Regions from separate parts of the Zea mays genome. Here all the other regions are linked to region 2. A link is a contact called in public Hi-C data. All regions are on one chromosome and are shown on one strand. Each heading gives the region's core, a stretch centred on a gene start, on an enhancer-like site or on the middle of the called end of the contact. The rest is flanking DNA. Distances are from core to core; before and after follow the strand shown.

What was found. A called contact is a pair of places that touch in the nucleus more often than the background predicts.
Region 1: a contact with region 2 is called in a Hi-C map of endosperm, with 3 times the contacts expected there. The contact joins the enhancer-like site here to the promoter of LOC103650480 in region 2. A contact is called at or near these places in 2 of 25 Hi-C or Micro-C datasets (endosperm and leaf).
Region 3: a Hi-C map of leaf shows a contact between it and region 2, with 7 times the contacts expected there. The contact joins the enhancer-like site here to the promoter of LOC103650480 in region 2. A contact is called at or near these places in 2 of 25 Hi-C or Micro-C datasets (ear and leaf).

What each region holds. Positions count from the first base shown.
Region 1 is chr3:121,200,297-121,204,334 of Zm-B73-REFERENCE-NAM-5.0, reverse strand. No RefSeq gene overlaps it. Among protein-coding and RNA genes, the nearest start is that of LOC100272971, 76 kb to the left of the region's middle. Within about 2 kb of position 2,509, at least 13 of the 20 cell types and tissues checked have an H3K27ac peak or open chromatin away from gene starts, as enhancers often do. A contact at or near this core is called in endosperm and leaf, where this site is marked.
Region 2 is chr3:120,934,094-120,938,183 of Zm-B73-REFERENCE-NAM-5.0, reverse strand. It overlaps LOC103650480 (serine/threonine-protein kinase Nek2), which reads left to right and starts at 1,811. Exons shown (of 15, transcript XM_020550283.3): 1 at 1,811-2,221; 2 at 3,028-3,171; 3 at 3,258-3,324; 4 at 3,593-3,658; 5 at 3,761-3,807; 6 at 3,884-3,929; 7 at 4,022-4,090. The coding sequence starts at 3,086.
Region 3 is chr3:120,561,575-120,565,657 of Zm-B73-REFERENCE-NAM-5.0, reverse strand. No RefSeq gene overlaps it. Among protein-coding and RNA genes, the nearest start is that of LOC103650478, 68 kb to the left of the region's middle. Within about 2 kb of position 2,392, at least 16 of the 20 cell types and tissues checked have an H3K27ac peak or open chromatin away from gene starts, as enhancers often do. A contact at or near this core is called in ear and leaf, where this site is marked.

The sequences.
Region 1 (4,038 bases), core at 1,260-3,759, 270 kb before region 2:
CAACCACGCCGAAGCTTTCCTGCTAACATCTTCGGCGTTGTACCAAGACCTTCATATTATCCTGGTCTTCTCCTACCGTGATACCGACTTGAGTTCGAAGGTACCTGTTCACACATTATACTTCCAGAAATACTGTTAAATCCTGTTTTTGAGGACCTTCGGATGCCGAAGGTCCCCAACAGTGACGAGGGTTATTTGGGTCGTCCGGACGATTTGGCCCAGGTGGGCATATAATGTTTTCTTTTCTTTTTTTGTTTTACTTTGAATTTCAAATTTTGGTTTAAATCTTAAATAGGAGTGTCTCATAACTTCAAATCTAAATGCAACACAAAAATGAATCCAGCATGATGCATAATTTTTTATTTACTTGATTTTATTACTTGTTAGTTTATTTAATCATTTAAACTTAATCGTTTTATTTATGCTAAACAAGAACATCCACCAAATATAATTTTAACCCTTCCTTTTATTTAGCAAGAATTTGGGTATTACAAAAAATTCAAGACGCGAGAAGATATAAAAAAATGTTTTTGCCAATCAACATAATGGGATATAGGTGGAAGTATAAGATCATCTACAATAAGGTGCCTTAAAATTTAAAATATTGTATCATTTAAAGTGTTTAGGTCATGAAAAATAAATTGAGCTGAAGATCCTGTAGAAAATAAGGTTATGACACTAAATGGGGTGTAGCATATTTGAGTCATTTCAAGATCTGCACTATATTTTAATAAGGGTACTATTGAAGCTATTTTTATGAGATGAACATGAATCCTATATTTTAAAATAGGGCACTGAATTAAGTGACAGTTAGAGATGATATAATCTCGATACATTAATACATAGGTGGACTATAATTGAGATAAGAGTGTGTGTGCACACGTCTCCTCGGTAGAGGGTTTTAAAGTTTCCATCAACACAAACGTTTACTGTGCAGGTGCTTTTTCTTCATCTTGCCTGCAGGAAACAGGAAAAAGAAAAACTGTAACACCCTGAATTTGGGGGTATAAAGTTTTTTCTAATATCCACCAAATTCAGGTGTTACTCTCTCAGCTCTTCGCTTTCCTTCTCTTTTTCCTAAAAGTGGAGAATTATTTTATTTTACATCTAGGTGAAAGCTTAGTAAAATAAAACCTTAGAGGTGCTTGAGTGTTGCATTCATGCCGATGCATAGTGTTTATGAGTACAAAATGTTATCGAAACATGTTAAAATATCTCGAGGAGGCTCCCGAGAGTTTTTGGAATCTTCGGAACTTTCTTCGGGTATTAAATATGAATTTTAGCCTTTCTAATATCTAAATGCTTAATTTTAGTATTTCGAAAACTCGATAATATATATATGTATACATATATTTCTTCCTCTCGTCGAGCCTGTTCTAGATCTCGTGCCCTTTTCGCGGGATAATTAAAATGTATTTCCTCGCAAACGTCGTGTTGCTCATGTTTACCCTCGTCGTATTCGCAACCGCCTCTCTCGCTCGGTCGCGACACAGTTGATGACGAGTTTGACAACCTCCTCCCGCGTTCTCTTTTATATAACCACCCTGCCGTCACATAACCTCTAGTCTCCTTCCCCAGATCCAAATCACGCAGAAGCTGTCGTCCCTGCACATGGCGGTTCTCGGTGAGTCCTCTCCCCTCTCTTCCCTTTCCCATCCTCTCTCCCCCTCGACGGACCCTCCCGGCAGCCCCGTGTCACGCCATTCTCCTTCCCCGGCGAGCAGTCCTCTCTGTCCCCCGGCCGAGCGGTTCGTTTCCTCTCGGTGATACCTCGCGTGGCTCCCTTTCCCTCCGTTGTGCGGCCAAGTCCCGCGGTCCTGCCCGGCGTCGCGGCTGGGAGGCCCTGCGCGGCGGCTCGCCCCTGCCGCGGCCTCCCCACCGGCCAGCGCGCAGCCCAGCTCCCAGGCGCCCTTCTTCCCCTAGGTCGCGGCAACCAGTCGCGGGCGCGGCGAGCCCCATGGCGCGGCTCTAGCCCCCCCATGTCCCTCGGCTGGCTCGCCTCCTGGCATGGCTGCCCTCCCCCGAGCTAGATCCGCGGTCGAGCGTGACCCCCCGCGCAGGGCGCGGCGCGGCGGTCGGCCGGCGTGGCGGCGCGCTAGCTCGGCGGCTCGCCCACGCGCCAGGCGTTCGGTCCCTGCTCCCTGTCCCTATGCACGGCCGATGGCCTGCTGCCGCCACGGCCCGCAGCGCGCAGCGAGCCCAGCGCCCCGGCATGCAGGCCCTGCGCGTCTGGCCCCTGCCTCGCCCCCGCCCTGGCCCCATGGTCGCTCTTCCCGGCCTGCGAGCTCGCCCCTAGCCGCAGGCAGCAGGGCGCCCGCGCACAGCCCAAGCGGCCCTTGGAGACCGTCCCCTCCAGCGCGCGGTGCTCCTGCCAGCCGGCGGGCGTAGCAATCCCCATCCCTGCGAGCGTGAAGATCAGGCCGAGCTAGCCCCTGCAGTCCCCATGGCAACCTATGTTCCTGTGTGCGTGGGCAGTTGCAAAGAGGAGGAAGAAATGCCACGCTCGATCCCACCCCTGTCCAATTCTCCGTGGCTAAGTTTTGTGTGGCCTAGTGTGTGACTTGTTTGCAACCAATAGGAATACGCCACATCACTTTAAATCCGTGAATCACTAATTATATGTTAGCTCTTGCGTTATAAATATGTTTTGTTTTGTTCCGGTTGCGTTAGAATTGTAACGACGTTGCCCACATGTTTTAGTTAATTAAGTGGTTATTTATTTACTTATCCTATAATTAGTAAAGTAGCAATCTACTTAAATCAATTTATAATTTTAGTTCTGCTTTACAAATACATGTTAATAAGATTATGCCTACTCGAATGTTTTTAATTAATACTTGTTTATCATAAAGGCGATGTTGGTTAGTGGTCCCCGCGTGTCGCGCGTGCTGTTTGCGCGCGTTACCACGCGTTGTCTTCGCGTGTCGCGCGTGCGGATCGTGCGCATCGCTGCGCGTTGTCCGCGTGCTATGTCACGCGTGTCCGCGCGTCATTTGCGCACTGTCGTGCTGTTTCAGGCGTCGTCCGCGCGCTAAATCGCGTGTGGTCGTGCGTGTCCGAGCGTCCTTCTGCACGCTGTTGTGTTGTTTCATGTATCTTAAATTCGCATCGCCTATAATCTCTCGCTTTAATTAAATTACTAGTTAACTAACAGTTGCTAGTGTAATAGGTTAAGAGAAACTAAATATTAGGTATAATTTATATTTGATAACGTCGAATCAAATGTTCTAACTAATATTTTTAGAGTAAACGCGCTAACTTCTCGACCGTAGCTCCGACTATCGCATTTCTTTTCCTTGCGTGACTATAGTAGCGCAATCTATTTCATTTTGCATGTTTTATTATGTTTTTATTTGAATGGTGTAATGTTCTTATGCATATACATATGTCTGTTTGTTTGTGCCTGTTGGTATTCGCTGGGTGACGCGAATAGACTGTGATCCATTTCCGAGCTTCGAGGAATCGACAGTCAAGCTTCAGTGACCAAGAGACTGAACTCTCCGAGTTCTACGAGGCTGAAGATCCTGAGCATCTGTTTGGTGAAGGCAAGTGTCCTCTGACCTATTATGTCACATTTACTGTATAATTCATCAACCCACATACCATGATCAACCTAAGGATTGACTAGCTTTTGTTGTCCATGTCCTTGTTTACCTATTTGGGTTGGATTATTATTGTGTAGCTTTATGCTATTGCTCAACTTTAATCAATGAACATGATGAGAATTATCAATGAGACGATGTTTCCCCTCCTCTATTATGATGTTATACTTGTGGTATTCAAGGGGGCTCGAGCGGTTTCTCGAGTGCCTCTCCGTAAGGACCTGTTCGTTGGATGACCGCCCGGGAAAACAGTGCAACCATGAGGGTGGAATGGGATGCCCTTAGCTGAATAATTAGAGGAACCGGGGTGTAGTTCGCTTAGCCGTCGTGCCGTTAATGGGGCTCGGTGTATGCGGCTCGCTCTGCCAAGCTTGGGTTCGCCCCCTTGGGGAGGAGTGCAGTGCATTTAGGAAACCTAACGGGCGGCTACAGACCC
Region 2 (4,090 bases), core at 562-3,061:
CATCTACACATGGTGCCACTAAAGATACTCCATTTGAGTTGGTATATGGGCAAGAAGTAGTATTACCTATCAAGGTGAATTTGGATACATGTAGGCTTGCTAAACAAAATAAATTATCTATTGTGATGTATTATGATTTGTTGATAAACAATATTGATGATATGACAAACAAGAGATTAGAGAATCTAAATGATATAAAGAAAGACAAGGCTCAAGTTAGCCGAGCATATCATCAGAAATTTAAAAGTAAGTCGTTTCAAGTTGAAGATGTAGCATGAAAAATCATACTATCAATCAGAGCAAATATCAACATGTTTGGCAAGTGGTCACCAGGTTGGGAGGGTCCTTATAAAGTGATCAGATCAATAAATTAGAAACTTATATATGCTAGAGATATTATAAAGTGATAGTCTCCATATAGCAATCAATTGAAGGTATTTTAAAAATATATTTTCTAAGTGTTTGACAAAAAGTCTAGAGTGTTTCCCAAATAACGATCGATACGTGTAACTAATGGGTTGGACATTGTTGATATTTGCGTGGCCAGATTACCTAAAGCTGGTCTGGCCAAGTTTGAAGGTTGTGCAGATCTGATATCTAAAAGTAGGCCAGGACAAGTAAAGTTGGATAGGTCATGTTCGTTTTCCTTATAGTTGGTCCGACCACAACGTCAAGGCTCGTGAAAGCTGGCCTAGCTGGGTTTCAAGGCCGACCAAGTTTGTCTGACCTGTCTGAATTCTATAGCGATTTGTTTCCAAAAACGATTTTGAAGTAGGAAACTTGGAATTATTTTCTACTGGGATAAGACCACCCTCTCCTTATATACTAGAGGAGGACGGCCGATTATAGTATCCAACGAATAAACATCAATCTACCGCCTATTTTTTGGTCCAACGATCATGTAGATCACTTTAAGCTTGCCAGCCGACTTAGAGCAACCTGCCAACATTTTTGCCTCGATGGGTTCCTCTCGGATGAGAGTTTCCATGGTTACTTGTTGGTATGGAAATTAACCTTTCTTCACCACCTAGGCAGGATTAGTTATTCCCAGGGGATTTACTAGTAGACTTTAGGTTCTCTGTTACTCCCTTTGTTCTAAAATATTAGTTATTTTATTTTTAACTTTTATGATTATATTTAGATAGATAATTATAAATCTAGGCATATATATAAACTACTACATCCATTCATAAATATATGACACAATTGATTTTTTTGAAAACTTTGATAAATCTTCTTATTTAAAATATTTATTCAAAAATATAAAATTTTAAGTCAAAAATAAACTATCTTAAATAATAAAACAAATCATAAAAAAATAAATGATACTTTATTTTTTTAATAAGACTAGTAGTCAAAGTTTTTTTTAAAAAAAATCAACGGTATCATATATATATATATATATATATATATATATATATATATATATATATATATATATATATATATATATATATATATATATATATATATATATATGAACGGAGTGAGTATTATATAAATTTACTATTTTTCTAAAACGAAATTTATTTTGTTACTGAGGGAGTATATAAATGTGATATCTTCCGTGACTTTTCTAGTACGTAGTCACTATTATGGTTTAACCAATGATGGGTGATCCAATTTGCGTCACAACAACGTTCCAAGAGCATACTATCTTGGTTAGTATATTCATTCACTGATTCAGACACACCATGACCTCTTTTTGGTCACATCAACCCGGATGCAAATCCAAAAGAAAAAAACAGAAAAAAGAGAGATACTGAGAGAATACGATAGAATAAAAAGGACCGATTCGACCACATCACGTGGGTCCCGCAAAACCCCTGTCTCTCTCCTCACTGATCACTCTTCTTCTTCAGACTCAGAGCCATCGCGCCGCGGCATCCTCCCTCCGTTCCTGCCCCCTCTTTCTCTAGCGAGCTCCTTTTCTCTCTCCTAGAGAGGCTTCTCCCTTCCTCCTCGCTTGCCCCCATTGCCTTTGGGCTATATAGAGCGGGATTGGATTGGAAACGGAGCCCCCGGCGAGTTTGAAACCCAACCAAAACCCCCACCTTTCTCGCCTCGTACTCGCGCGCTCCCCACCGCCTGCCACCGACGCCGCGTCTGGTCTAGAACCAAATGCCGTGAGATCTGCGCGCGTGACGCCTTCCCCCGCCGGAGACTCCCTCCGAGCTCCGGGCCACGGAGCGCTTCGTCCCGGATCCCTCTGGTGGCTCAGGTGAGCAAGCTCTTGCAAAGTGGGCTGGAGCTCCTGGCTCAGGCTCCACAGCTCTTGTTTCTTGCTCCTCGATCGGTTGGAAATCGGAATGGCGGGATAGATGCCTCTGGCCCGTCAGTGCAATGTTGCTCGAGTGGCTCAGTTGTGTCTTCTTGGAGTTGGTGACTCTGCTCCTGACCCCCCAAAAAAGTCCGCCTCGAAAAAAGTTTAGATTTTGTGTTGCTTGGATTCGGAGATCATACATTTCCGAAACATTTGTTGATGCTGCATATTGGAGTTGGTATTTCGGACTCGGTCAATCAACTCCCGCTGTTCGAATATTTTTAGCGGAAGGATGGTAGGACCTGGGGCTTGATTTTTCTCCCACCCCCTTCAATCGCGATGCCACTCCTGAGGCCGACATCTCTGCTCTCAGCCCATTCTTCTCTAGCCCCCTTTGATTTTCAGAAGCGGTTTCAGGGGTTGTCGGCAGGTTTTGTCACCGAGCGCTTTGGCGTCCGTAATTTCAGGCCACTTGTCCTTTCTTGCATTTCCCCTTTTCCTTTCATGTGGCCTCACGTTTTCGAACCCACACCTTTTCCATTCTATTTTCCTCGCAGAGTAGTTTTTTTTCCTCACTGCAAGTGTACCGGAACCATGGTTTTTAATGGATGATGATGATGCTGCTGCTGCTTGCGTCCTCAGAATAGTCTTGACTCTTGAGCTAGGCATGTGCTGACATTGGACTTATGGGGAAGGAGTACCAGTACTTGGACGAACTTGTTAGTTCAGCTTCACTAATCCTCAACCGTGCTTCTTCAATCCAGGGCAAGTAGAAGGAAAAGGAAACAAGCTTGCTGCGTGTGACCTGCAGACCCCAAGAGGATGGATCAGTATGAGGTGCTGGAGCAGATTGGAAAAGGAGCATTTGGTTCTGCGCTTTTGGTGAGGCACAAGGTCGAGAAGAAGAAGTGAGGCTAACTTGCTCTGTTTTTCATCTATATGGGCTAAGCTGCTCTTGTTCAGTAATTTTTACCGCACCGAGTCTATCTCGCAGGTATGTGCTCAAGAAGATACGGCTCGCACGGCAAACCGACCGCACACGCCGGTCTGCCCACCAGGAGGTTAGCATCTTCAGCTTCATCCATGTTACTTACCTTTTTCCACATTTGGTACATAGGCAGGATTCCTAGGAATGAAATGCCATGCCCTTTTTCACTACGCTTGATCTTTGATGTCACTCTCCTTGGTACAGAATGATTAGCGGTGCCAATAGCTAATAGTTGCTTGGACAAATCACTGTATCCATACCCTCCTATAAGACCGATGCCATGCCAACATTAGCAAGTCATGAACTGACCTGGCATGAGTTTTGTGGGAATTTTCTTGCAGATGCAGCTCATCGCGACTGTCCGGAATCCATTCATTGTGGAGTACAAAGATTCATGGGTGGAAAAGGTAGGGAAAGGGCCCAAATAAAGTGTCTTAAATGGTCCCGCGTTAAATAATTGGGTGAAAGCCTTTCCTTGTCATGCATCTCACTCGCTTAAAAAATTTCAGGGCTGCTACGTTTGCATTGTTATTGGCTACTGTGAGGGAGGAGACATGTATGTATCTGTTGGAGGTTAAATAGTTCGTTCACAAACATTTACTTCCTAGCTAATGCAACCTGTACTGGTTCAGGGCTGAGGTTATCAAAAGAGCCAATGGAAACCATTTCTCTGAGGAGGTGCAGTTCTTGACTTCGTTTCCGTTTTTGTGTTCAGTTGCTGTGTTACAACCGAAGGATTCACTCTTCAGTGTTTTTTTTTTCATTTCTAGAAACTTTGCAAGTGGCTCGTGCAACTTCTCATGGCTCTTGATTATCTACATGCAAATCACATTCTTCAT
Region 3 (4,083 bases), core at 1,143-3,642, 370 kb after region 2:
AATGATGACGCATGGGATCATCGCCGCCCCCATGTCATCCGCCACAATAAATATGAGACAGTCAGGCAGCCTCGGGCCCCACGAGTACGTGTGGCCTCACCTATGGTAAAATGCTAGTTTTACCCCTGTCTTATGGCTCCTTCCGAGAGAATCCACCGCTTGCCAACCCCTCTCCCAGCCTATAAAAGGGAGAGGCTCCCTTAGGGCAGGGGGGTCAAAGAGAGAGCTCTTGGACATAACCGGATGCCTTCAGACCGAGACGAACCCACAAGGACGGATAGGAGGAGGATCACTGATGAGGACCAGGAGGCCAGAGCCCCGCCAAGCCAAGACTTAGCTAGAACTCCACCTTCGGCTTCTAAGTTCCACTTCCACCGCCATAAGAGATCTGGGAGCCTCTCCTCTCTCTCGACTGCTTGTAACCTCTACTACGAGTTTGATCATCAATGATGCTCATAGCGCAAGCCACCGATGGCTGAAAGTAGGGACATTCTACCCAAACAAGTATAAATCTTGCTCCCTCCGTGCACAACCTCCGGAGCCTGAAACACGTACAATAAATTTACTTGTCGGAGCGAGGTACGAAACAACGATAGAAAGCGGCATATTCTTCCAATTGCGATGACTTGGCAAATTCTACATCATATTAATTTGGACGATTTTCACATAACGAGACGTTTGGATCCCTTCATTTTAGAGGAATTGGAATTCACTCAATAAAGTAACTTATTTAATTTAGAATTTGACATTTCACCACTTTCCAAAGTTTAGATATAAGTCTATCTCAAATTCATGGGGTGGAGGATGAGAAATGATTTTATGCATTAGTAGAATTTATTTCTACTCTCTAACTTACATGACACTCTTCGTCTCACTCATCTATAGTAAAAATGTAGCACATAAATATCTCCGACATCTTGCTAATAATAGTATACAAATATATTTTTTATAAAACCAAATTATCTTAATTGATATATACTTAAATTATTATTATTAGAATGAAATTCAATTCTAATAATCTAAACAGGATGTAAGTGATTTTCACAAAAAAACAATCTAAGAAGCGAATTCTAACAACTAGAATCCAAGTCGATACCAAGACTAATGTCCGATGAGATTGGAGACCGAAATGGACCCTCACCACGTCCTACAAGATGGGCTAGGTGGGCTCACGGGCTACCCGCGCAATCGCTAACATGTCTCGCCATATACGTCGCTGCTTATTAATGGCAAATCGCAGTTGTCAAGAAATCACCCCTGTCTGTACTCCCTCCGTTTCAAAATAATATTTATTTTAACTCTTTCTTTTTACATCTATATTTAAATAAATGATAATGATAAATCTAGATATATATTTAAAATACATACATCAAATGACCCACTAGAACCCCAAAACGAATATAATATGGGACAAAGGGAGTATTAAAGACTTGAATCCGTATGGATAAAACTATGTATTCTGATAAAACCTTTCTCGATCACCTTCTACAGAATTTCTTCTATCTTTCTCCTTATTATTTTTTTGTCATATCATCTTATAGTGGAACATTAAATAAAGATAAAACTCAAATAAAATCCTGACTAAGAATAACCTAGTAAACCCGGTGAACGCTTGCAGGGATGAAAATGATTTTAGAATTTTTCGGAATTCCGGTAACTATTTTTTATTTTGCCGATCAAATTCATTGGTATTTCAAAAACCGAATCGATATCGGAATTTTTATTGGAATAGATTTTTTCGGAATTCCGGTAACCATTTTCGAACAAAATCGATATCACAATTTTTATTGGAAAATATACCAAAATCGAAATTTTTATTGGAACAGGTATCAAAACCGGTGTGGCATTTTACCGACCATTTTCTTTAGTTACTGATTTTAATTGGAATTTACCAAAAACAATTAGGCCCCGTTTGTTTCCTTTCATTTTGAAGAATTGAAATCTTACTAATGGAATAAGTTATTTTTTAGAACGTGACATTCCAGCACTTTCCAAAGTTATCATATAAGCCTATCTCAAATTCATTGGGTGAGAGATGAAAATTGATTCTATAGATTTATATGCTATTTTTCCGATGTACAACTTATAGCACACTCTTCTACTTGCTTCGTTATAACATAAATGTAGTATATAACTATCTCTTTCATATAATTTAGGATAATATACAAATATATTATATATATATAAATATATGAACTTAATCAGCTTTGTCTAAATTATAATTATTAAAATGGAATTCAATTCCAACGAAACAAACAGGGTTTTATTGGAATTTACCCGAAACAAAAGCAGGCCCATGAAGCCAACAAACCCAAGCGCTAGTGGACCAGCTCAGAGCCTTGGTCTTTGACGTCTTGCTCCGCGACATGGTCTTTTCTTTTATAACGCTTGTCTAGCGGTCTAGCGTCGCTATCTAAAGCTTCCAATTAAGGTGGGACTAAACTGAGATGCACTGCACACCACCATGCACGGTAGGCATGAATGCACGACACTGATCTGCCATACTCGAGTACTTGTCGAGTGACGTGCTCCACTTTCACGTCGGGCGTGAGGGGACCGGCCAGGCGGACACTGACTACTGTCTCGCACACACATATATGTACATAAATGTAGAGATAAAATTGTGTTTTATAGGAAATTTATTAATTTAGAGATTTATTTTACATAACTGTTAGATAAAAGTTTTTTAAAACTTCTTAAATTAATATCTAGGAAGTGTTGGTCCCTGTTCTCAAATGTTTCAGATCAAGAACAAGACAACACAATTGTTAATGGTAAAATACCTTCGTTCTTCGAATCATTATTCCCTTTCGGATATAATAATCTTTAGACGAAGGTAATGAAGGACATACCTTCAACATCTCAGTATATGAATATGAATATAAATATAAATATGAATAAGAGTGTGAGAGAATAATAAAGAATGAAAGACAATGATTAGATCCTCACAATTTATTTTATATTCATATCCGCATATATGAATCAACATTAATGATATTTACAATACAAAGGTACCTTCGGTTCTCCAGAAGATGGGAATGCAAAGATGACGCGAGAGAGATTACAATCCAGCCTGAACAGTACAGTGCTATTGTTCATCTATTTATAGGCACGGGACGCAGCCCGGACAAAATTACATTTATGTCCTTGATATTTACTCTTAATCATATTGCGAGTTATCAATGACTAATAGTCTTTTCCCTGCTAGGTCGGTTTCGTACTTGATTTCGTCATCATACTAGGTCGAAGCTCCTTCAGCCATAGCTTCGGCGTCCACCCATATCACCTTCGGGTTGTATCTTCATATCACGCATGCCTTTACCATGAGAGAAAACCTTCATCCCAAAGCCGAAGCCTCCTGTAACAGTCTATGTCATACTGAAAACATATGATTAGTCATGTTTTTGAGGACATTCGGAAGAGGAAGGCCCCCAACAGTAGCCCCTCGCAGTGTTAATTTGTTTCTTCGTAACAAGTTTAGACTGCGACGTGAACGAAGGCCTTTAGCCGAAGGTACGAAAAAACACCTTCCCTTCGCTAGAATAGCGAAAGTCACTGACATGTAGGACACACCAAATCGTGAGGCGCTGGGCATGTAAATAGGGACTCACATTGATAACATTTGCTGCACCATTTTAGGTGCGTGCACCGTGTTCATCATTCTTAATTTTCTTACTCCTCCGAGTTTTGATTAAATTGTGGGCTTCGGCATTCCAACAAGACTTGATGGCTGGTGAGAAGAAGGTTGACAACCTAGCTCTTTCTGGGTTTTACAAAGCCATGGAAGAGACCAACACAAAAAAGATTGCTCGCGGGACACTTGCTGGAATATCTGAAAGTTCCAATGATAGTGAAGATTTTGACATAGAAAGTGGAAACGAAGGTGCCGAAGATCGACCCTGGCGACCAAGTCATACTATCTTCGGGAAATCAACCATCAAACAAAGCCAAATTGATGCAATGAAAGGAAGGTATTTCTGGGATATTTCTATTGTAAGGGCTGGGGGAGATAGCAGTGCCCCTTTGCCCGAAGCTGACGAAGTAGTTGTTTACAGAAGTTTCATGACGACGGGGCTTTGGTTC